Linked DNA regions of Mus musculus: all the other regions are linked to region 7. Evidence: chromatin contacts called from public HiChIP or PLAC-seq and promoter capture Hi-C data. All regions are on one chromosome and are shown on one strand. Each heading gives the region's core, a stretch centred on a gene start, on an enhancer-like site or on the middle of the called end of the contact. The rest is flanking DNA. Distances are from core to core; before and after follow the strand shown.

Region 1 (3,419 bases), core at 147-2,646, 1.8 Mb after region 7:
ACTAAGTTTGCTCTCCATTTGGGTTTCCTTGCATGCAAGCGAGTGCTAAGGCTAAACAAGCCCACCAAATGCTCACTACTAGCTCCTACAGTCAGCCTTTAGTTTTGCTGTGGGATACCGGGGAGAAAGAAACACCAGTCACCAATACGCACTGCTGTAGCTTCAATTTAGAAGCCAGAATCCTTGCGCTTGGCTCTTTGCTCTTTAGCGAAATAACTCTTAGCAAGTCAGGTCTCCTGCAGGCTTTGCGGAATTCTACTGCCCACCTACACCCCAGCCAACTCTTTGAATCTGTGTTTCCTCACAGCGGTTTTAATGGTCAGAAATCTGGCAACCAGCAGGTGAGGTAGTTGATCCTAGATGGGACCTTTACCTGCGGAACAGCTGCAAGTGGACCACAGACGGCGCCACCTTCTCCACCACTGCGGCGATGAAGTTGTACTTTCTCCGGAGCCGCCCTGCTCTTGTGGTCCCTGTGAATAAACGGTCCACGGTGAGTGCGTCCCTGGATGCAGGTGTCGCATCTCAAAATTCCCCAGCATCTCCCCGTCCCTCTTTCTCTGAAGGTTCTCCAGACCAGGAGATGAAAGGACCCTCCCTGTCCTACCAGAGGGAAGAAAAGGAGAAAGGGAAGCCCAGTGGCAGCCAGTAAAGAGACCAAAATTAACCAGGCAAGAACACCAGGAACAACCACAACAGGTTGAATCCCTAGAGATGGCGAAGGAAGGCCCACTGAATTCGCGAGCGAGCGAAGTTAGAGCACTCACTTCATCTCCCTCTGAAAAGTAAGAGAAGTGTCAGGAGATTCGCCCGCGCCCCGCTCACCTGCTTCCTCGCAGGCACCCTTCTGCACTGGCACAGCCGGGAGCGCGCCCCGCTGGCGAGCGGCTCGGTTCTCCTTGCGGAGCGCACATAGGCTGGGGTAGGTGCGCCCATCGCTGCCGCACACTACCGCATCCTCAGCACCCTCCGCGCAGCCGCAGGTGCCCAGCCACGCGCCCCCCGAGGGATCCCGGGAGAACGGGGCGCCGCAGCGCAGCCTTGGGGCGCACGGCCGGCCCCGCGCCCCGCCACACTCCTGGCCCTCGGCCGCGGCGCACACTCGGCAGCAGCCGCAGCGATCGGGAACCGGCGCCAAGCCGGCCGAGCAGGTAGGCAGAGTCGGGCAGCGCGTGGGATCGCAGGCATCGGGACAGGGCAGCGAGACTCTGGACCTCCTGGCCTCGGCCCACGGAACAGGCACGGCTGGTAGCAGCAACCACAGCAGGAGAAACTGTGTTCGCACAGCCCACAACCGCTGGAAGCTCATCTTGCTCCCTGACCTCGTCGATTCGACTGTTTTTCCTGGCCTGGATGCTGCCTCAGCCAGCCTTCGGACTTTATAAAGGTCAGAGTCTGGCTCACTTCTACACACACACACCCATATATCACCCACCACCCATGCCATCCCAGGACAAGGGCCACCCACCCCAAAGCCATGAAGGGAGGGGTCCACTCAAAAACCAGTCTTGGGGCAAGGGAGAAACGTGACCACCCACCCACGGCCACGAGATCTGACCAGGAAAACACACAACCAGATTTCCTATTTCACATGTTTTTATTACAAAACAAGCAACCAACCAGTTTTTAGAAAATGACGTTTTGCTACATACCAATTAGGAGCTCACACAACGTAAGAAGCTGGAGTTTCCATGCACTAAGCTCAGTGCTTGCAGGAGGTGTTTCACGGCTCAAACACTGGCTCAAACGGGGCATGCCACACCTTCATAAACAGAGGGCCCAGCAGTCACACTGTGTGTTTTTGCCAAATATTCACTTGATTCAACGCCTACCTGGTATAAGTGACTATAATTGACTCAGGCAGGCAATAACACAGAGAGAGAACGAGGGACTGAGGAAAACAGATTTTGGGGGGTGGGGGTGGGGGAGGAGGTTAAACAGGCGACATGGGAAGCCTAATTTCAAAAACACTGCCGTCTGCTACCAGATAGCTGTTTATTTGGTTGACACTGAAAACAAGTATCAAGTCTACCGCTCAATTACCAGTCCACTGCTTACTCAGAGGGTCATATAAGTCCTGTGTAGAAAGGGGAAAACCAAACCAAACCAGTTTGCTTCCAGTAAACTAGGACGATGGACCTTAAATCTTCCCGGAGGGGCAGCCTTCTACTTGGAAGTAGAGCTGTCACTCCGCCACTTTGACCAGAGGTGCCACTTTAGTTTGCGGTCTCCCATATCCTCGGTGTGGTTCGGAGAATGAAAAACACACGCTTCTTTTTTTTTTTTTTCCCCTGATTATCACCTGACCCGAGTAAGCAAGTCCACCAAAGCATTGAAGAGTAATGGATAGGACATACTTCAGCTACAGAGAACAATACCTTCGAAGCTTTATAGAAGGACCCAACCCCAGAGACTGCTTTTATTCCACACAGGAAATGCAGTATCTTTTATAATCCAGAAATCCCTTCGGATTTATCCACAATCTATGCTTAACCACAAACCCACACGCCATCACACCTTGAAAACTAAAGGTTTATGCACCATCTTTGGCTCACATTAAAATACTGTCCTAGGCTGGATATGGTGGCATAGACTTGTAATCCAAGCACTCAGGAGGCTGAGGCAGGAGGATTATCAGTTCAAAGCCAGCCTGGACTCCGTAGCAAGACTCTAGCAAAAAACAAATTTAAAGGGTGTGTGTATGTGTGTAAATACAGACAGAAGGGGAATTCTGAAACAAGAATTGAGACTTTAAATGTTTTGAGGCTTCACAAAGATAATTATATTTTCTGGGCACCGCTATTAACAATGTTCTAACTTGCAAGTCTCATGTATGGGCTGGTTAGGATCACTGAAACTGTACTTTTCCTTTGTTTGCATAATATACACCGCATTGTGTTTAACATGATCTCAGAGTGTGTACCGAAACCTCTCAACTTTCTGTAAGGACCCGTTGATGCAGCACTAATAACCAAGCCAACAGTTTCTAAGAGAGGGACAGACAGATTTTGCAATTTAAACGCCAAAAGATGACCTCATTTCCTTGAGCCAGGGCATGTTCGAGGCCCTTCAGGAGTTCCTGATTTATTTTTCATTCGTTCCTCATCTTCACATTGAGCAATTCTGTTGAGCAGCCAAAGAATTTTCTAGGGGAAGATTTTAAGCTGAAACCAGAGACAAAGGGCACTGACTTTTGAAGTAGGTTGTAACCTTATTCGCTCCTAAATAAATAATCCCCGAACCCTGAAAAACCAAAACACACAAAAGTTTTTTTTTTTTTTTTTTTTTTAGGGGATGGGAGACACACAAGATCATGAACAGAAAGAGAAAGAAGCCCACTGATTTTTGTTTGGTTTTCTTTTCATCAGGATCACAAGGCCAGACAAAGTCGGGGGACAGCTCCCACACACGGAGCCCAG
Region 2 (3,199 bases), core at 11-2,510, 1.7 Mb after region 7:
GATATAGATATAGATATCGAGAGAGAGATTTAGTATATATTAAATAAAAAGGCAAGGGAGTTGGGGTGGACAGATTAGAGGGAGGAAATGGAAAAGAATTAGTGATATATTTTAATTAAAAATAAAGAATAGTAAAGCTTGCTGGTGTGTTTTTGTTTTGTTTTGTTTGTTGTTGTTTTGTTTTGTTTTTCGAGTCAGGGTTTCTCTGTATAGCCCTGGCTGTCCTGGAACTCACTTTGTAGACCAGGCAGACCTGGAACTCAGAAGTCCACCTGCCTCTGCCTCCCGAGTGCTGGGATTAAAGTCGTGCGCCACCACGCCCGGCGCTGGTGTGTTTCGGCGCTGGTATGTTTTTGAATTCTACGTTGCAACTATTCTTTTTCCGTTTGTCCAGTGTGAGTGTAGTAAGCAGAGAGCTCACAACTACTTGAAAAGGCTTCTAAAGTTCTCCTTCTTGCACTTCTACTCAAGCCTGCAGCACAAGACTGGAAGCAGTAGCTACACAACCTAGTTGTCCTTTATTGAAGCACAGGTTCAGGAGATCCACAAAATGCAAAGCGACGCCAACTTTCTACTCCCCCCCCCCCCCCAAGAACGGTTCTTAGTTTTGAAGCGTGTTAACACCTAAAGGATATGAGGCTGATATTTTAGATGTTGCTATACATTCTTTATTCTTTACTTCTAATAAACCAGGAAGAGAACACTCAGAGCCCCAACCATGCCTTCTTCACCTTTCAAAAGATGCATTCCACAGCTTCAACAAATTAGCAGACCTCAGAGCTAGAGGCAAGCGTTGGACTGGCACCTGCTGGACAGTTGGACTCACAACAGCTTGATCATTGCCTGTCAAGTAGCCGAGCCCTACTTGATTCCAAAACTTAAGCAAGATTCTGCCCCTTCCCAGCTTCCACGCACCGCTGCATTTTCTCTGAGCCTGGGGGTTTGTGGCTTAATGTCTTTTCTTTCCTATTTCTAGAAGAACTATTATTGCATGTACATCGTGTTAGTAAAGTTATCTTGTGGAAACTGGGTATTTGTTTTTTTAGTTTAAGTGGTTTCCAGAAGCTGTTGGGAAGTGTTCTTTTGGGGTCCATTTTTTGAGCTTTATGATGTGCACGACAGACCTACAAGAAAAGTGCCCCCAATCTCAGAGAACCCGCCTTGCGGAGCGCTCACCGGGTCCTGATGCCAGCAAGGCCCCCAGCTCGGCCAGCAGCAGCAGCAGCAGTGTGTGCAGCATGGCGCCCAGCATGGCGTCTCCTGGAGTACCTAGACAGTTGTAAAGCCGTTGCGCGGGGCTGTGGGGCACGTGCCAGGGGCCACCGTGGGCCACGTCCTTGGAGCGCCCTAACCCCCTACCCCGCCTCCATCCTCCCCCTCCACCACCTACCCCAGCTCTAACAGAGCCAGGCTGCTTCGCAATGAAACCCGCATGCGCAGTACTGGAGAGGCTGCGAGGGCGCTCAGGTCAAAAAAGTACACACATACGTTTATACTCTTTCTAAGGCTAAACTACGACTGCATTTTAAGATGCGTGGACAAATTTTTCAAGAAAGCCTAAACTGATTTTCTTCCTTGGGGTCTACATTTCCACAGGCACACTGCTCCCATGGACCGCCAGGCTTCCTTCCAACCTGGTTCTCCGTGGCACTTCAGTTAAAATTCATATACCTTCCTTTTTTAGGAGCTTACCAGAATGGTTAATTTATACAGCAATGGCAGATCCTTGACATAAGAACCTACATTTTAGCCTTTGTCCTAGCTGGAATGGCAGCGCCCTAGTCACATGCTTCTTAAGTCAAGAGTCCTGTCAGTAAACTACTTTCTCCTTAGTATTTCTGAGGGCTTGTGGCCTTCAACACCGCCATATTTCTCACTAGGGCTGGTTCACCAGTGTTAGTACACACCCAACTGCTAAAGTACTTGAGTATCCTGAAAAAAAAAAAAAAATGAACAGTCTATCTTTTAATGTGTTTTCCTTAAGTGCAGTCACATTTGCCAAAAGCCCTAACACTGAAATTAAGAAGAACCCAAATAGTTATGTATTTATAAAGAGGACGACAAAACAAGAATTTCAAGTATTTTATTTGTTGTAAATGTTTTTATTTTAATATGTATATATACACAAACAATATTATTTTAAAAAACTAATGAAATTCAGTTAATATACCTATTATTAAACTTCTTTATGAAAGATTATGAAAAAATTTAAATGTTTAAAATTTTAGTGTCAATATCATTCCTTTCAAAGTACAAATTCATTTTAATACAGCTGAGAGAGTAATCCCAGAGACCAGTATAATTCTGTAGTTATCTAAGGAAACCACTGCTTCCTTCCTTTCTCCAGCCTAATGTTTACGAAAATATTAGTCAAAAGAGACAGGACCCAGCACACCTTAGTAAATGTAAACATTCTAGAGGACTTCACATCAAGCTTTGAAATTCAGAGTTTAGAGTTAAAGTGCTCATGAATTCTCAAGTGGTTTGGTAACACCTCAACTGTTGGAAGTATTCTCCCTGCTCCTGTTCGATCGACACCTATCTGCTTGGGTATACTAAACACCTCGTACCATAGAGTGTGCACTTCAAACAAAACAACACTGCTGCAATGCTTTACCATGATGCATAAAGAAAATTGAGAGTTGAATCAGTTCCTGTCATAGTCATTACAGTTGAAAAGATATTTGAAAATGGAAGCCCATAACTGATTGTGTTAAATCGATTTCTATCATAATTGTTATAGTTGAAAGATCATAAAAAATGGAAGCCAATAACTGAGTACACACCATATTTCACACTTTCCAAGTATATCATGATCTAGTAATTGTGGTTCTTGTGTAAGCTCCTTCGAGATATCTGCTTCTTTGTGCATTAAGAGACATAAGTCCATATAAATGGCTGTTAATCCATGCAAGATGAAAATGCAGACGTTATTGGCAATTAGTCTTCCTAAGTTAATACATGTTCAAATGGTCAACCAGAAACTATTAATGGTAACTGGGGTCAAAAAGTCAGGATTACGTTTAGCGCATAGTGACAAAGCTTACACTAATACAGTTAATTTGAGAATCATTACAGTAACATGCTCAGAATAACTTAATCCACGTCAAGTGCATTAAATCCACAAATGGCCAGAGAAAACATTCTAACGATGGAAACGTTCACTTTACACCCCCCGGAGCGCCTGCACATTCCTGTG
Region 3 (3,042 bases), core at 413-2,912, 1.4 Mb after region 7:
CCTAGGGCTGCTTCCTGTTAGAGCAGTGTTTCTCAACCTGTGGGTCGTGACCCCTTTGAGGCTGCATTCTTTTTGGGACTACCTAAGACCATCGGAAAACACAGATACTTACATTACAATTCAAAACAGTAGCAAAATTACAGTTGTGACGTAGCAACGAAAATAATTTTACCGTCCGGGGTCATCACAACATGAGGAACTTTAGAAAAGGTTTCAGCATTAAGAAGGTTGAGAACTGCAGCGCTAAACCCTGAGGTGGTCAGTTCCACATTCGTGACCGGATACACGAAAACCTCAAAACCAGGCACGCCAGGGCACCCAAAGATGCAGGCGCCAGGACACTTGTAGCAAGGATATCAGGCTTGGTGCCCAAAGACGGGAGAGCCTGAGGCTGCATGCTAAACTGTAGTCCCGCCCCAAGCAGCAAGCCACTGGATTGGATGGGAGCTGCGCAGGATGCTCCTCGTGAGCACTGCGGGGTGCATGCTTCAGATCGCTCCCGGCTGGGCGAGCTGATACAGGCTCGCTGCTACCCTTAATTCTGCAGTGTACCCGTGCCTCGCCTTCCCGGGAACTGCCTTGGTTTTCCATATCTGATCCCAGTCTCTAGCCCACTGCCCCTAGATCTGTGCCTTCCTGGCTCCATGGCTCTTTGCGTCTGGGTCCTAGAGTCACCCGAGCTCAAAACGTGCGACTGACTACTTACTCTGTTCGGGTCTTAGTGAGACTAGGTGAGCATGGGGCACCTCTAAACGAGTATTTTGCTTCTTTGCTATTTTCCGTAAGTGTTGATAATGAAGATGTGAATGATAAATTGGTATGCGTGGCGTTTTTGCAGTCCAATTTAATGACATAATTTTTGTTTGTTCAGTGCGTTCTCAGCTTTTGTTTTATTTAAGACTGTCTGGCCTTGAATTTGAGGCTATGCCCCTGCCTCTGACTCCTGGGTGATGGAACTATAGTTGTTTCCCACTGTACCTGGTTGAGACACGAGGCATTTCCCCCACATGCACCGCACTTGGATTCCAAAACTTGCACAAAAGCACAATCAAGGTTGTTCATACCTTCCTTTGGATTATGCTTGGCAAACCACAAGCATTATTAGTATGAAACAAAAGTTGCTTGATCTATCATCTCATATACTGAAATCAGTGAGGAGCACAGATCGATCCATTTGATAAGGTTCAGAAGAGAAATGTTTCTATGGCTCTGGGCATTTGAATGTTGCTGTTTCAGGACACCGTGCTGGAAAAGTCATTGTGACAAACTGGCTTCCCTTCTATGAGCCCGTTTCCTTCACGAAACTAAAAAGACTTCTCATGTGCCCCTTCCCTCACCACTTCACATTTCCAGGTTAAGAAAGTAAGGGCTGGATTTTGAGGAAGAAGAAGAAGAAGAAACACTGAAGAGCAGCCAGGCTCCCTTTTTGTAAGTGGGCTCTGAATTTGACATCACTCATTCGCTTAAGAGAACCTGAGACAGAGCTGCTTACTTAGAAATTCATCTGTCGAGATAAATAATGAGGACAAAGCAGATTTTCACTTTTCTTACCAGTGGATGTGGTAGAGCAAAGCCCACATCTTCATCTATGTGGTGGTCTTCAAGGATCCTTCTAGAACCTTCTGTAGGAGATATTTTACTGAGTGCCATTGCTGTCTACTCCACTGACCCCCCACTTGGCCACTGAAGGAATGTCCCAGCATCTCTTATAGGGTTTAGCCAAACCCCACAGCTGACACGTAATACTCGGGGAGAAGTGGCTTCCACCTGGGACAGTTTCATTTTCTGTTTTATGTATTTGCAATTTGATAAACAACCAAACCACAAAGGATCTCTCTTCGTCATATGAAGAAACTAAACATTTGTGTTTCTTATCAGATTTATCCCATAAGGACATCAACTGTTGGCTCTGATGGCCTCAGCTTCCCAGTGCCAATTATGGTGACCGAGTGCACACTCAGGCCTCGGCCCTGGAAACCACCCCATCAGTGGTTTGGGTGGCCACCTGTTACCCCAGCAGGAGGATTGGGTGTTCAAGCCACAAAGTGCCCAACTCACATGACAAGAACCATGAGGACAGGTGACCAGGAGAATGCATTTTGCTTTAGAAAACGTTCAGAGTTTGGGTTTAAAATAAAGACAGCCGAACTAGCAATAGCTGTCCGTTATTGGCTTTCACACGAGGGAACTTATGTCCTGTTTTAAATGTCAGTGTTTTGTCTCTCCAGCTCTGAAACACAACCTGGGACACACAGGAGAGTCAGCCTCAGAAGTAGCACAGAGGGGGATCATCACCAGACCCTTCCCCCTAGTTTTCTTCCCTAGGTTCTTGTCTGTGCTAAGGCTAATGGAGGGTTCACTTCTTCACATGATTTGTAAGCCATATCTTGGAAGGTGGTCCACCTTTCCTACTCTATCTGGCTGCCAGGGACCGACTCCTGACAAGCTCTCAGCCCTGCCCACCTGGAGATTCTCTAATGTGTTCAAAAGTAAAGAGCAGCGTCAAATAACTAAAAACATTCCTTGCAATACAAAATTGAGACTCTGGTAAAGGTGTACAGAGAACTCCTAAGTTTATGTCCACTTTGATGAAATGGATTTTGGGTTTGTTGTTGTTTTGTTTTGTATGGGTTTTTAATTAATTAATTAATTAATTAATTAATTTTAAGAAAGTGCCTCGCCAATTTGTAAAACACATGAAACTGAAGAAGAACGAAGACCAAAGTGTGGACACTTTGCCCCTTCTTAGAATTGGAAACAATCACCCATAAAAGGAGTTACAGAGACAAAGTTTGGAGGTGAGACAAAAGGATGGACCATCTAGAGACTGCCATATCCAGGGATCCATCCCATAATTAGTCTCCAAACGATGACACCATTGCATACACTAGCAAGCATTTGCTGAAAGGACCCTGATATAGCTGTCTCTTGTGAGACTAGGCCGGGGCCTAGCAAACACATAAGTGGATGCTCACAGTCAGCTATTGGATGGATCACAGGGCTCCCAATGGATGAGCTAGAGAAAGTATCCAAGGAGCTAAA
Region 4 (3,254 bases), core at 623-3,122, 1.3 Mb after region 7:
GACCTGTGGCAGGCTGGGAACTGGAGGGAATACATCTCATTTCCACAGGACATCCACTCTTAAATAAAACTGTGTTTTAAAGAAGCAAATGAGAAACTCGGGATAGATGCAGAATAGCGAGGCTGACATTTTAAAGAGAAGTCTACTGGAAACTCCCAACAATCCAGATGTTTGTTGAAACTACAGCTACATTTAGGATCTTGTACAGCCACTTAGCGGCACAGTAAACAGTCTCAGCATTTGAAGTGGAGGGATGGCCTTTATGCCAAATACCAGATAAAAAGTGTCATTGCCCGGAACTTATGTCGATGCAAACAAAGTCCCCTTCTGGTTCTTATCAAGTCTCTGCCAAGAGGAAGTAGAAATGATTCCTTTGAAAGACACTGGAGGGTAGGATTCTAAAAATAGCTCCCCAAGGTTCCCAACCGAATTCCTAGGACTCTTAATACTATGAGCTGTTCCGGTCACCATGATATATTTATTACAGGACAGGGCAGGAGGACTTTTCAGATGGGATTAAGGCCACTGATCAGTTTAGCTTTAATGTGGGAATTTCCCTGACTCATCCGACTAGATTGAGCACAGCCACAGGAGCCCCTTTAAGAGAAATTTCCTCTGGCGGTAGTCAAGAGAAAAGTCAGGAAAATGTGTAATTCTAGAAAAATGCCAAGTGCCAGTGCTGTGTCAGGAGTCAAATTGGGGACATGGTGGGGAGAGGCAACAGAGGACCTAGCAGGCCAGGAAAACTCTAGTCTGATACTTGCAAGGAAATAAAATTTTCAGTTCTAGACACACACGTACACGCACACATGCACGAATGCACACTTTAGTTTTTCTCCCAATGGGACTTGGCAGTAATGGTAATAGATTCGGCATCTGGTCTGTCTCTTGCTGTCTCCAGGCACAGCTTGGATGCTTCTGATAACATCACCGGCACCTCCAAGTCAACAAGACACAAACGTTCAAAAGTGAATCGGCTCTGTTGGTTGGTGAATTGGATGGCAACCTGGTTAAAGCTTGTCAAGGTAGAAATAACTGGGTGAAGACATGTGCTTGATGGAGCAGGGGGCATGCGAGGTAGGCAGACAGACAGAGAAGTGTATAGCCGTGAGACAAATCAAGGGTACCTGCTACCACCATAGCAAAATACTTCAAGCTGAATATGATCAATCATACTGTATTTCTCACAACTCCGAAGGAGAGGGAGTCTAAGATCAAGGCATTGATGGTTCTGTCAGGTGACAGCCTGGACTCTTGTCTCCTGATGGGTCCCCTGAATGCTATGTCCTCAAAGGTCAAGGGACAAAGAAGTAGCTATCATTTTCCAGCCTTTCTCTCCTCTACCCTCCCTTCCATCTCCTCCCCACATTCTCCCTGCCCACTCTCTCTCCCATCTTTAATTTTTGCCCCTGTCATCACGTTGGGGTTCTCAGAGGGTCCATGGTCTCCCTCTGGTGGCTGAAGACAGCCCCTTTTGCCCCTTTTGGATTTAAGTTCCCAGCTTTGTTGGAACCTTTTTCCTTCTGATCATTTTGGGGTCCAGCCTCCTAGAGTGGACCCAGGTGGTGACTTTGCCAGCTTGAGTCACTTGCTATACTTCTTACTTTAGGAAGCTTCTGTCTGTCTATCCTCGCACAAATCTGGGGAACTCTACAGGTCTCAAGCAGGAAACCAATTAAGCTGTACTTACCCAGAGAGGAAGATCCGGATGACCGAGTAAAATATGTCTGGGTCCACATAATCTGGAAAGCAATCAAATGTGAACTTTACCATGGGCAAAAAGCAATTGGCCACATGTGCCTTGGACCCTGCTGTTTTCCCAGGGCTTCCCACTCCTATCTGATGTATGCAGATCCCAGAATGGCAGCAGCAAATACAGATGGAATGTTCTCTTGAAGAGCGTGTGGGCTCTCATAGGGCTGTTAATCCGTTCCGTATGCTGGCCCCCTCTGTTTGCTGTGCAGCAGGGTTTTGTACTTCACCACCACCAGTGAGAGACTATGAGCATCCTTTAAGAAACATTTCAAATAAACAGGATATGCAAGAGAATATGAAAAGCCGAGAGAAGGAAGAAAAACAGAGACCACTGCTTTCACAAGAGAGGCAGAGCAAATGACTGACATCCAGGAGTTCCTCTATCCCACAGGGCTTTCCAGGGGTCACCACAGGTCAACAGAGCTGTTAGCCCCAAGCTGCACCGACCAGTCACATTTGGGGAGTATGGGATTCCATATAGGACTTCCACCTAAGGAAGCACGCCATCATAGCTATCTTAATTCTCAATGTCTTTGGTCTGCTTTGAAAGGCCAATCTTGCTACATTAGTGAGTTCCTCTACATTCTGGGAAATTAGACCACATTTATTTCATCCAAATTAAAGCTTATATCTCTTTATTTCTGAAAGAAACATCTTTAGATAAACTCTAACAGCACACCCTTCACATCTGCTTGCTTTTCCCCCTTTGCGCACAGAATCCAGTTCTTGTCTCTTCTCCCTGTCTGTTTTCTCTGAAGCCCTGATAACCTGAGATGTACAGTCTCAATGCTTTCAGACACTCCTCAGTGTGGCCACCCCCCTTCCTCAAGTGTGACTCCTCAGTGTGGTCATCCCACACCCCCACTCTTCACCAGTGTGACTTCCTGACTCCCTAGGGTGGTCACACCCTCTCTTCTCAGGTGTGACTCCCCAGGGTAGTCTCACCTCTCCTCAAGTGTGATTCCTTAGTATGGTTACACTCTCCCTTCTAGGGTGTGACTCCCCAGGGTGGTCTTCACCAGTGCGACTGTGTCCCCTGAGCTAGCCTGTTTTCTGGGACCTCCCCTAGACTTTGATGTTTGCTTCTTCTCCAGATTGTTAAGTACAGTATCCAGCCCTTTGCATAGGAAGTGGGATGTGTATGCATTACTATTTTACACAACTTAATGAATTAAAGGTAAAGCCAAGTGATCATGTTGATAGATACAATAGAATTTACATGAAAATATAAAATATATTCGGTAGATATTTCAAAAGTGATTCATAAATATATAATTAATATATAATATATAATATAATATATATGTGTGTGTGTGTGTGTGTGTGTGTGTGTGTGTGTGTGTGTGTATAGCCAGTTACAGACCCTTTGTTCTACAATGGTATCCTGTTTGCAAGATATGCTAGTGCAGTTGTACAAAGTTTATAGAAGCATCTAAGCTACGTCTGATTTGACTTAAGTCCCACTCCACACAATGGAATTCATGCCCGAAATTGATTGG
Region 5 (2,975 bases), core at 246-2,745, 2.0 Mb after region 7:
TTTTAAGTTAAAACCAAAAAGGTAGAAAACTCAAGTTTTGTTACCTTGGGGTTTGGCCTCGGGTTCTGCCAATCCCGGTGATGAATCACAAGACTCCTTGAGAGGCGATCTGATTGGAGTTTCAGCTTCAGGAGTCTCAAAATTACCTTCAGAATCCGAGCTGCCGAGGGGGAAAAACGAGGCATTACCACAGTCAACGGTATTTCCAACTGCCTTTAAAACGTACTCAGCCACCAAAGTGCAAGTACAGCGCCTCTAACTTTACAACCAACCAATCCTCAACCCAGCCTGAGAACGGCTGCAGCATTTTCAGCGATGCCCAGCATCCTAGCTCCCCGAAATCTCTTTCGTCCTCTGAAGCTTCTCACCAGGACCTTTTTTTTTTTTTTTTTTTTTTTTTTTTTTTTTTTTTTGTCATCGCTGCCTTTCACACGCACAGACACACACACAAAAAGACTTCCCAATCAACCCTTTCCAGGGGCGTAAAAATTAATATCGCCCCACCCCCCAAACTAAGCCAATTCTAGCTATACTGTTCTTCTCCGTAGGCCTCTACCTGTCTGGAAGTCACTGGAAGCTGAAAATGCCGTCACCTGCCTTCCACAATCACACGTGTGACAGCTCAGCAGAGACCACCATTTCTCACCAGCTGCCAGGGACCTGTCATCACGCGATCCTCTTTTACCAAGGCTGCATTTTAGGACACTGCGGGGCCAAGAAGGGCGGTGGAGCGACTTCTTGCCCACAAGGGGAAAACGCTACAAATCGCACCTGGCCTTATCAACTGCCACTACCCGGTGCCGCTGCGTCGGAGCCGGGGTGTCGACGCTTCGAGAAAGCGACCCAGGCAAACCGGGATGCGCAGACTGCGGATTCGGGGCTGGGTTCAGAAAGCTTACAGCGAAGACAGAGGACGAAAAGCACACGGGCAGACAGAACATCCCGAACTTTCGGGTACACAGCGGGGACCCGGCTGCGGGCAGCAGAGCCGGGAACACGGTTGCGCGCACACAGCATTGACCGCGGTGGGAGGATGGCGCCCGCCTGCATCTCGGCTGGGATGCGGTGTACTTGCCTGAAACTCAGGGATTTGGTCTCGGCTTGCGAGTCCTCTTCCTCCTCGGGGTCGCCCTCGGGACCTCCGGCTTCGTCCTCTCCGGCGCCCGAACCGCGCACCGCGGACCACGTCCACTTGGCCCACTGCACGGGCGACAGGATCTGCCAGGGACTGAACGCCATGAGCGCGGCTGCCGCCCCTGCGGTGGGGGAACGGCGGCCTCTTCCTTCAAAATGGAGGGGCCTTGACAGGCGCCGGCAACGTCGCCGGCGACCCGCGGATGTGGCTCAACGAGCGCCGTCGGGCCGGGCGCAGCGCTTCCTCCCACGGCCCCGCAGCGCCGCTCGCCCCCGCTCCTCCGGGCCGCCGCGCCGAAGCTCGCCCCCGCGCGTGCCCGCTCGCCCGCCCGCTTCTTCCCCCGCCAGCCCTGCTCCGCGTCGCTGGGCTCTGGGGTCCGCTCCCGCCTGGAGCAGCCTCGGCCGCCGCGGAGCCGCGCCCCTGGAGCCGCCCCCTCGGACCGAACTACTGGCGCGGCGCGCGGGGGCGGCCGCTTGGAAGCGCGCTCCCCCCGCCGCGCTGGTCGCGCCCGGCCTTGGGCAGGGGCTGCTCGACCGCGCTCGCCCTCCCCGCGGGATCCGCGCCTGCCGCGCGCCGCGCGCCGCCGCCGTCCATTTCCGAGCGTGTGCGCGCCGCGGCGCTGTTCCTCTTCCCCTTTTATCTGTGTTTCCTGCCGCTAGGACTTAATGGCGTGGCTGAAGCTGCGCTGTACAGAAGTTAAGCCCCTTATTTAAAAACAAAACAACTCAGAACCTCTGTAGAGTGTTGTACCCGATCCTTGACACTGGTCAGCGCCATCCTTGTTACGCCCAGGATTTGGAAGGCTCCCAGGTTACAGAAGAATTGAAGTTGTCTTGCCCTCACCAAGCCACACTCATGAGGGCTCCGGAGTGCCCTGACCTGGGATAGATGCAAAATTGCCCCCTGATAAGACGGCCTGAGCCGTTTCCTGTTGTTCTTTCTTTTCATAACTTTAGGCTTTTTTCAGATAATTCCTGGGTCCTTGGTTTCTGATGTCCTTTGCTTCTTCAGTACAGAGCCATCAAGATCTGGTGACAGTCTTCAGAATAAGGCTTTTACCTCTGAAGGTGAAGAGAAGAATTTTCCCCCCTTTATCTTTGAAGGATTCCACTAAGAGACTGCCCCAGGTCCTCTCTCCCAGTGAATTCATTTCCTCCAAAGCCAAGTTTGAGACCATTAGCTCATCAGTGTGTTTTCCATAATACTGACATTTCTCAGTCTCAGAGAATCTGTGAGGTGGCTACAATTCCCACAGAGAGTGTGCCTCCAAAATTCAGAACAAAGTCAGGCGAAGATTTTCAGGATGCTCATGAGCTTACCCTGAAAGAAGCTGGCACCACGTCGTGTACTGCAGATGAATCACAAATGTCTTATACACTTCATAACAAAGACAAGCAAACATGTAAGATAAGGCTTGGCAGGTATCCTACCATAATAAAAAAAAAAAAAAGGCAGGAGTATACTTTAGAGCCCATTACTGCTTCTTGCCTGAGATAAACACGACTGTCAAAAGTGTTGAAAGACTTTTTTTTTAAAAATGTGAGCGGAAGTCATTTTGTTTTAGGTCTACAAGAACTATGCCAAGACTATCCAACTGTCGTTGTCTTGGGTTTATGATCAAGCAAATCTTCAGATTAGAAACCCCTGTAGCTTGAAAATAGTACCCATGTAAGTCCTTACCTGGGCTTGATCATTCCTCCTCCTCGAGACTGCTACCCTCTTTTTCCCTCCTCCCGATCCTCGTGTGCCTTGCATAGCTCCTGCACTCCAGAACTTCTCGGAATTACAGTTTGTCCCTCAGGGCTTTCTCTGCCTGGTTAATCCTGCTTCCCAAACCATC
Region 6 (3,031 bases), core at 430-2,929, 1.0 Mb before region 7:
CCAGGACAGCCAGAGCTACACAGAGAAACCCTGTCTAAAAAAAAAAAAAAAAAAAAAAAAAAAAAAAAAAAAGAAAACTCAGGTGACAGCAGATGCTGGCAAGGATGTAGAGAAAGAGAAACTCATCCATTGCTGTTAGGATTGCAAGCTGATAAAACCACTTTGGAAATCAATCTGGTGGTTCCTGAGAAAATTGGAAATAGTTCTACCTGAAGACCCAGCTATACCACTCCTGGGCATATACCCAAAAGATGTTCCAACATATAACAAGGACACATGTTCCTTTATGTTCACAGCTGCCTTATTTATAACAGCCAGAAGCTGGAAAGAACCCAGATGTCCTTCAACAGAGGAATGGATACAGAAAATGTGGTATATTTACACAATGAAGTACTATTCAGCTATTAAAAATAATGACTTCATGAAATTCTTAGGCAAACAGAACTAGAAAATATCATCCTGAATGAGGTAACCCACAAAAGAACACACGTGGTATGCAGTCACTGATAACTGGATATTAGCCCAAAAGCTCAGAATACCCAAGATACAATTCACAGACCACATGAAGCTCAAGAAGAAGGAAGACCAAAGTGTGGATACTTCAATCCTTCTTAGAAGGGGGAACAAAATATCCATGGAAGGAGTTACAGAGACAAAGTGTGAAGCAGAGAGTGAAGGAAAGACCATCCAGAGACTGCCCCACCTGGGAATCCATCCCATATACAGTTACCAAACCCAGACACTATTGTGGATGCCAAGAAGTGCTTGCTGACAGAAGCCTGATATAACTGTCTCCTGAGAGGCTCTGCCAGAGCCTGACAAATACAGAGGGGGATGCTCTCAGCCAACCATTGTAAACCATATGTAGCAGATGATGGCCTTATCTGACATCAATAGGAGGGGAGGCCCCTGGTCCTGCGGAGGTTTGATGCTCCAGTGTAGGCAGGAGTAGGTGAGTGGGTGGAGGAGCACCCTCATAGAGGCAAAGGGGACGGAGGAGAAGGGGAGATGGGATGAGGGGTTGTGGACGTGTAACTGGGACGGGGGAATATAATTTCCAATGTAAATGAATAAAATGATTAATACAAAAAAGAAAATTATTTTTTATGTGTATGGGTATATTGCCTTCATGTATATCTGTCGCATTAAATGCATGTTTGGTGCTTTATTTCCATGTCACCTCCATCTATCTGGAGCTATTGGTCATTTTTTAAAGGTGGGTGGGTAGGTGGGTGAGGTGGTTCAGCTGGTAAGGGAGCCTGCTGCTAAGCCTCATAACCTAAGTTTGATCTCCCAAGATCCACACGGTCAAAGGAGCAGCTCTCATTAAACATCCTCTGACTCCCACAGGCTAGCCCTTGCATGTTCCCGACGCACACAAACCCTCATAAAATAAACAGAATGTAATAAAAATTAGACTAAAACAAAAACCGGAGAAGAGTGTATTACATAATATGCTGGTTACAGATATATTAAACACAACCTCTGCTGTCAACACTTATTTGGGAAGAAATAAAAAAAAAGTCCTTATTTACAGCTTTTAACAAGCATGTCAACAAGTTTGGCAGTGACAGGGGAGCAAATGTGCACGCGAGTGGCAGCCGCCAGGGGGCGCCGCCTGTCCGTGTCGGGGCGCCCCACCCCCGCCGGCCACCAGGGAGCGCCGCTCGCAGCCCGGGAGCACCGGCGAGCGGCAGAAGCCGGCCGGGTGGCGGCCATGGACCGCTTCGTGTGGACCAGCGGCCTCCTGGAGATCAACGAGACCCTGGTTATCCAGCAGCGCGGGGTGCGCGTCTACGACGGCGAGGAGAAGGTAGGGAGGAGGCCGCGCCGACCCGCGGCCCTCGTGCTGGGCAGGGCCTCACCCTCGGCCCTGGGGCTACCGGCCTCGGCCCGCCGCTCCAGCCGCACGGTGGACAGCGGAGCCGGGGCGCGGGCGAGCGGAGGTCTCGGCGGGTCGCAGCCCGGGACGGTACAGTTCCGCCTTGTGGCGAGCGAGCGCGCCACCGGAACGCCGTCCCCACCCTCCTGCTGGACCGGTGATGATTTGTTCTGGGCTGAGCCGGGGTCCCTCGCCCGGAAGGATTTCCGAAGGAGGCAGCAGGGTCCAGCCCCATGGGGTTTTCTGCTTGCTTTGTAATTACTTTAGGAAGTGGGCTTGAGGCTTCGTGTTCTGTTCTAGGAAGTCATGCAGTGAGCCCTTGCCTTGGAATGCAAGCTTAAATCTTAAGAGCCGGGCTCGCGAAGGATAAGAGAAAAACAACGAATTCATGTATTCTGTGCCTGGAAACCACATGCCATCTTGTCCTGAATTAAATGTACGACCTGAAATCAGGAGTGGCAAAAGAGCTCGCGTCCCCAAAAGCACTTTTAGTCTCCAGTTTTCACTTGAGGCATTCTGTCTTCCTCGCTGTGGTGGAAATGAAACCTCCCTCGCTCTGGAGTTTGATACACCTAGTCAGTGCTTACAGCTAACCCAGGTCCGCTCTGACTTAGGGTATTTTCCTATTGTTTTCGAGGCAAGCTCTTATCCGAGACTGCTTCAGTAAAGTTTGATTTACTTTTTAAGTAAACTTAGACTGTTCTGGGTTTGAGTAGCAAGTAAAAACCAGCCTAACTGGTCTGTCAGGTTGAGATAATAATCCACGGGAGACCCCAAAAGGGAACGATTGAGCAATCTCTTCACTACAGCAACAGCCTTTCACATTCCCCCTTGCTCCTTGACACAGCAGTGGTACAGACTCTGGCTTGAGCTTTAAATGTATAGCCTAAGCTTTGATTTCTAGAGGAAAAATGCAATGGTTCTTAGAACTGTGTGATCTACGGGCACATCGTGCACTTTCTCCTCTTTCTTTCTGTCTTTCTTTCTTTCTTTCTTTCTTCTCTCTCTCTCTCTCTCTCTCTCTCTCTCTCTCTCTCTCTTTCTTTCTATAGGGTTTCTCTGTATAGGCCCGACTGTCCTGGAACTCACTCTGTGGAACGGGCTGGCCTCGAACTCAGAAATCCGCCTGCCTCTGCCTCCCAAGTGCTG
Region 7 (3,440 bases), core at 901-3,400:
ACGAATGTTTTGCCTTCATGTATATATGTGCATGCCTGGTGTCTGAGGCTACAAGAGGGTGCCAGATCCCCTGGAAGTGAGTTATAGACAGTTGTGAGCCACTATGTGGATGCTGGGAATCAAACCCAGGACCTCTGGAAGAGCAGCCTGTGCTCTGAAGGTCCAAGGCATCTTCTCCAACCCTGTTTTTATTTTTAATTGTGTAAGTGTGTATCTGTATGTGGCCAGGAACACTTGAGGCTATAGGATCACCTGGAGGCAGAGTTACAGATAAATGTAAACCAGCATATGGTACCAGGATCAACTCCAGCTCCTCTGCAAGAGTTTCAGGCGCTCTTAACTGATGAGCCATCTCTCTAGTCCTTTCACTGTATTGGAACAGAGTCTATCACTGAACCAGAATCTTATCAAATGGCTCTCAGGAGCCTCTTGTCTCTGCCTCCCAGCAGTGAGACTACAGGTGAGAGCCATGTCTGGCTTTTTACATGGATGCTGGGGATCTGAACTCAGGTCCTCATGTTTATATAGCATTTACTCAGAGCCAGCACCTCAGCTCAAGGAAGAACTTTTAATAATAGGGTACCTTTCAACAAAAACATATTACGATTTTATGCAATGCTACAATCTTCATTTTGAAACTTAAGCTACTTTTGACTTGTAAAGGCTCACTGTCTATCAAAAACATGGAGACGGGAGATATACAGCTCATTGGTAAAATTAAATAAACCACAAACCTCCAACACACACACACACACACACACACACACACACACACACACACGGCGCGCGCTCCAGTGCTAAATTTTTGTTTCTTCCTGAGACAGAAGAAGTAAAATAAATGAAGATGCAGATATTGCATGATTAACCCCAGATGTCACTGAGCATATATAATAATGAGCATACGTTCCTGGTTTTGCATATTTGAAATTCTCCAAATTATAGGTCTGAAAAATTACTCTCAGAAAGAGGAAGGATAATTTAGCAGGCAGGATTACAGTTTTGACCATAGTCTTTGGTCGCAGTGATTTTTATGCCTGTCTTTACGGGGTTGCGATACAATCTCGAAGACACGCTAACTCTGCAGAGACTCTTAAAAGTTCTGCTCAAATTAAGGAAAACGAGCGAAACCAAAGTTCTTCAAAGGCTATCTACCGGTAATACGCAAGAGATGGGTATGGGATGGAACTTAACGTCCGCGAAGCCTGACAATTTCACATAGATTATTCTACAACCTGTGAGTCACCAATGTAATATCCAAGTAAGATGGAAAGTGAATAAATAAGTCAAACTTCCAGGTAGGATGCTACTACCACTGAGGGCATGGAACCAAGGCGAAAGGGAGTCTGGGGTGTGAAGAAGGCTGGAATAGTGGCAGTTCTAGTTAGTGGCTCAGGAAAGTCATGTAGCATCAAGCAGGGCTGCCCCTATCCGGGGGCAAACCTGGACACTGGGACTCTCCAATGCGGGAAGGGGGAGAGGGGGCAGACCCGAAAAAGAAGACAGTGTGAGCACAGCACGGGATAAAGGACGGATTCTGGGGGGGAAACCCGTTTCCACGTGATCTAACGCCGGGTTCTCAGCCACGTTCCTCAGCTCCGGGCCACACCAGGCCGAGGCGGCGAGCGGCCTGCGGAGAGGAGCGTGGTCGGTTGAGGAGGAGAGAAACCGGTCGGGGAGAGAGGAGCGGGGCGGCCGAGGAGAGGAGGGAAGGGAAAGAAAGGGCCGGATGAGGACAGCGGGGCTGGCTGAGCCAAGGAGCCGAGCGGCAAGGAGCCGGGCGACTGGAGAGGAGATGAGGCGGCAAGAGGACAGCGGGGCTAGCCCGGGAGGAGAGGAGCGGGGCTGGCGAAGGACAGGAGTGGGGCAAGCGGGCGTGAAGGAGCTCGGACCGCCCGGCAGCGGCTGCCCCACCGGCGGGACCCCGGCCCGCGGCTGCCGACCCCGCGTCCCGCCCGGGGCCGGGGGCGTCCGGTAGGACCAGGTCCATCCAACTCACCGGCCGTGAGGCTCGGCTCCAGTCCTCGGTGACTGCCGCTCCCGCCCTGCCCTGCCCGCCGCCGGCCCAGGCGTACGTAAGAGCGTGCGTACGCCCGCCCGTCTTTGTCTACGCCGCTGGACGTGGACCCCACTCCCCTCAATCCCCGCCCCCGAGTCCCGCCCAACCGCGCTTGCGCGGTCTCCCGGAGGACCCCAGGGTGGGCGGGGCTCCGGCGATGCTCGCTCCTCGCACTGATGCTCGCCAGCGTGAGCCGAGGTCGCTTTCTGAAAGCCAACCGGGGCCTGTCTGAGCTGTGTCCAGAACAGGCATCGTTCCCGGGGAGAGGGAGAACCCGGCATGGCGAGGTTCATTTACTGAGTCTTTGTGGGACTTTGTGTGAGATTCGGTTCCGGCTGGCCACGAAACGTTAGCCACCATCCCAGCACTACCCGGGCATCCCGGAGCTTCTCTTAACGTAATTGGCTGGTTGGCCAACTGCAGTTTTCCAACCCAGCCACAGTTCTAACTAACCTCTCCTCAGACTGGAAGCTTCAAAGACAGGCTTGTTTTGCTGACGTGGGTCCTTTATAGTGGAAGAAAGAGAAAGAAGGGATGGGGGACACGCCTCTTTGGCCCACCCCACCCCCTTTTAAGACAGGACGTCTTGTAATACAGACTTGCCTCAAAAACTGCGAATTGCCCAATGACCTTCAGTTTCTGCACCGACTGCTTCCACCTCCTGAAGTGCTGGAATAAACTACCGTCCCAAGTTTTATAAAGTGCTGGGGGCTGGAACTCAGGGCCTCGTGCATGCTAAAAGAAGCACTCGACCAGCTGAGCCACATTCCCAGCCTCCGAGTTTATTGCTTTTGTATACTTCCAAGAGTACCTAACCTTTCCCCTAATTCAGGACTTAAACCTCCATTTGTTGATTTCTTCACAAACTTTTACACAACTCCAGGTATGTAACTATAACAGGAATACAAGACATATTTAATGATAATAAATTTATTTAAAAGCATTTTTGCTATGTATTTGTAGCTTTCCTATATTAACTATTAAAGCAAATTTGCATATTAATGAGATGGATGTGTTTGCCACTCTATTAATTTATTATTTTATTTTTGGTTTTTTCGCTGGCTGTCCTGGAACTCACTCAGTAGACTAGACTGGTCTTGAACTCAGAAAAACGCCTGCCTCTGCCTCCCAAATGCTGGGATTAAAGGCATGCGACACCACTGCCCGGCTGCCACTCTTAATATAAAGAAATCAGCTAAATATTTGATACCAAAGGATATAAAACATAAAGTTTCCCAACGTTTTAAATTTTATAATTGTCAATGCTGAGAACACCGTTTCACAAATACCTTGTACAAAACAATATTAGTAAGTTTATGAACATTTCAGAAATTATTAGAGATTCTGCCCTAATCCCAAGCCAAAAATGATTTAACAGATTTTT

What was found. Promoter capture Hi-C pulls out the DNA fragments that hold promoters and counts their contacts. HiChIP or PLAC-seq counts read pairs in DNA pulled down with a chosen protein or histone mark.
Region 1: an H3K27ac HiChIP or PLAC-seq map of large pre-B cells shows a contact between it and region 7, with 5 times the contacts expected there. The contact joins the promoter of Htra4 here to the promoter of Gpat4 in region 7. A contact is called at or near these places in 4 of 39 promoter capture datasets (the 3T3-L1 cell line, hippocampal neurons, liver and 1 more) and 1 of 115 datasets of contacts at active chromatin or transcription factors (large pre-B cells).
Region 2: a contact with region 7 is called in a promoter capture Hi-C map of 3T3-L1-derived adipocytes, with 3 times the contacts expected there. The contact joins the promoter of Adam32 here to the promoter of Gpat4 in region 7. A contact is called at or near these places in 6 of 39 promoter capture datasets (the 3T3-L1 cell line, 3T3-L1-derived adipocytes, the C10 cell line and 3 more) and 2 of 115 datasets of contacts at active chromatin or transcription factors (astrocytes and large pre-B cells).
Region 3: a promoter capture Hi-C map of liver shows a contact between it and region 7, with 2.5 times the contacts expected there. The contact joins the promoter of Ido1 here to the promoter of Gpat4 in region 7. A contact is called at or near these places in 7 of 39 promoter capture datasets (the 3T3-L1 cell line, 3T3-L1-derived adipocytes, cranial neural crest and 3 more) and 1 of 115 datasets of contacts at active chromatin or transcription factors (astrocytes).
Region 4: a contact with region 7 is called in a promoter capture Hi-C map of hippocampal neurons, with 8 times the contacts expected there. The contact joins the enhancer-like site here to the promoter of Gpat4 in region 7. A contact is called at or near these places in 8 of 39 promoter capture datasets (the 3T3-L1 cell line, the C10 cell line, cranial neural crest and 4 more), 2 of 15 datasets of contacts at CTCF or cohesin (large pre-B cells and pro-B cells) and 2 of 115 datasets of contacts at active chromatin or transcription factors (astrocytes and embryonic forebrain).
Region 5: an H3K4me3 HiChIP or PLAC-seq map of stem cell-derived neural progenitor cells shows a contact between it and region 7, with 6 times the contacts expected there. The contact joins the promoter of Tacc1 here to the promoter of Gpat4 in region 7. A contact is called at or near these places in 5 of 39 promoter capture datasets (the 3T3-L1 cell line, the C10 cell line, cranial neural crest and 2 more) and 3 of 115 datasets of contacts at active chromatin or transcription factors (astrocytes, embryonic forebrain and stem cell-derived neural progenitor cells).
Region 6: a promoter capture Hi-C map of pre-B cells shows a contact between it and region 7. The contact joins the promoter of Vps36 here to the promoter of Gpat4 in region 7. A contact is called at or near these places in 6 of 39 promoter capture datasets (the 3T3-L1 cell line, the HPC-7 cell line, embryonic stem cells and 3 more) and 2 of 9 other capture datasets (adipose tissue and liver).

The regions. Positions count from the first base shown.
Region 1 is chr8:25,037,566-25,040,984 of GRCm38.p6, forward strand. Htra4 (HtrA serine peptidase 4) reads right to left here and starts at 1,397. Exons shown (of 9, transcript NM_001081187.3): 1 at 826-1,397; 2 at 374-473. The coding sequence starts at 1,309. It overlaps Plekha2 (pleckstrin homology domain-containing, family A (phosphoinositide binding specific) member 2), which reads right to left. Exons shown (of 12, transcript NM_031257.3): 12 at 1,579-3,419.
Region 2 is chr8:24,947,544-24,950,742 of GRCm38.p6, forward strand. Adam32 (a disintegrin and metallopeptidase domain 32) reads right to left here and starts at 1,261. Exons shown (of 22, transcript NM_153397.2): 1 at 1,177-1,261. The coding sequence starts at 1,252. Adam9 (a disintegrin and metallopeptidase domain 9 (meltrin gamma)) reads right to left here. Exons shown (of 22, transcript NM_001270996.1): 22 at 2,068-3,199.
Region 3 is chr8:24,595,290-24,598,331 of GRCm38.p6, forward strand. Ido1 (indoleamine 2,3-dioxygenase 1) reads right to left here and starts at 1,663. Exons shown (of 10, transcript NM_008324.2): 1 at 1,552-1,663. The coding sequence starts at 1,650. It overlaps Gm51565 (a long non-coding RNA gene), which reads left to right and starts at 322. Exons shown (of 2, transcript XR_003947523.1): 1 at 322-731; 2 at 1,354-2,155.
Region 4 is chr8:24,538,904-24,542,157 of GRCm38.p6, forward strand. It overlaps Ido2 (indoleamine 2,3-dioxygenase 2), which reads right to left. Exons shown (of 10, transcript NM_145949.2): 8 at 1,691-1,742. Among named protein-coding and RNA genes, the nearest start is that of Ido2, 36 kb to the right of the region's middle. Within about 2 kb of position 1,873, at least 9 of the 459 cell types and tissues checked have an H3K27ac peak or open chromatin away from gene starts, as enhancers often do. A contact at or near this core is called in hippocampal neurons, where this site is marked.
Region 5 is chr8:25,200,047-25,203,021 of GRCm38.p6, forward strand. Tacc1 (transforming, acidic coiled-coil containing protein 1) reads right to left here and starts at 1,496. Exons shown (of 13, transcript NM_177089.5): 1 at 1,076-1,496; 2 at 45-160. The coding sequence starts at 1,239.
Region 6 is chr8:22,191,154-22,194,184 of GRCm38.p6, forward strand. It overlaps Vps36 (vacuolar protein sorting 36), which reads left to right and starts at 1,680. Exons shown (of 14, transcript NM_027338.2): 1 at 1,680-1,813. The coding sequence starts at 1,718.
Region 7 is chr8:23,206,303-23,209,742 of GRCm38.p6, forward strand. It overlaps Gpat4 (glycerol-3-phosphate acyltransferase 4), which reads right to left and starts at 2,151. Exons shown (of 13, transcript NM_018743.4): 1 at 1,997-2,151.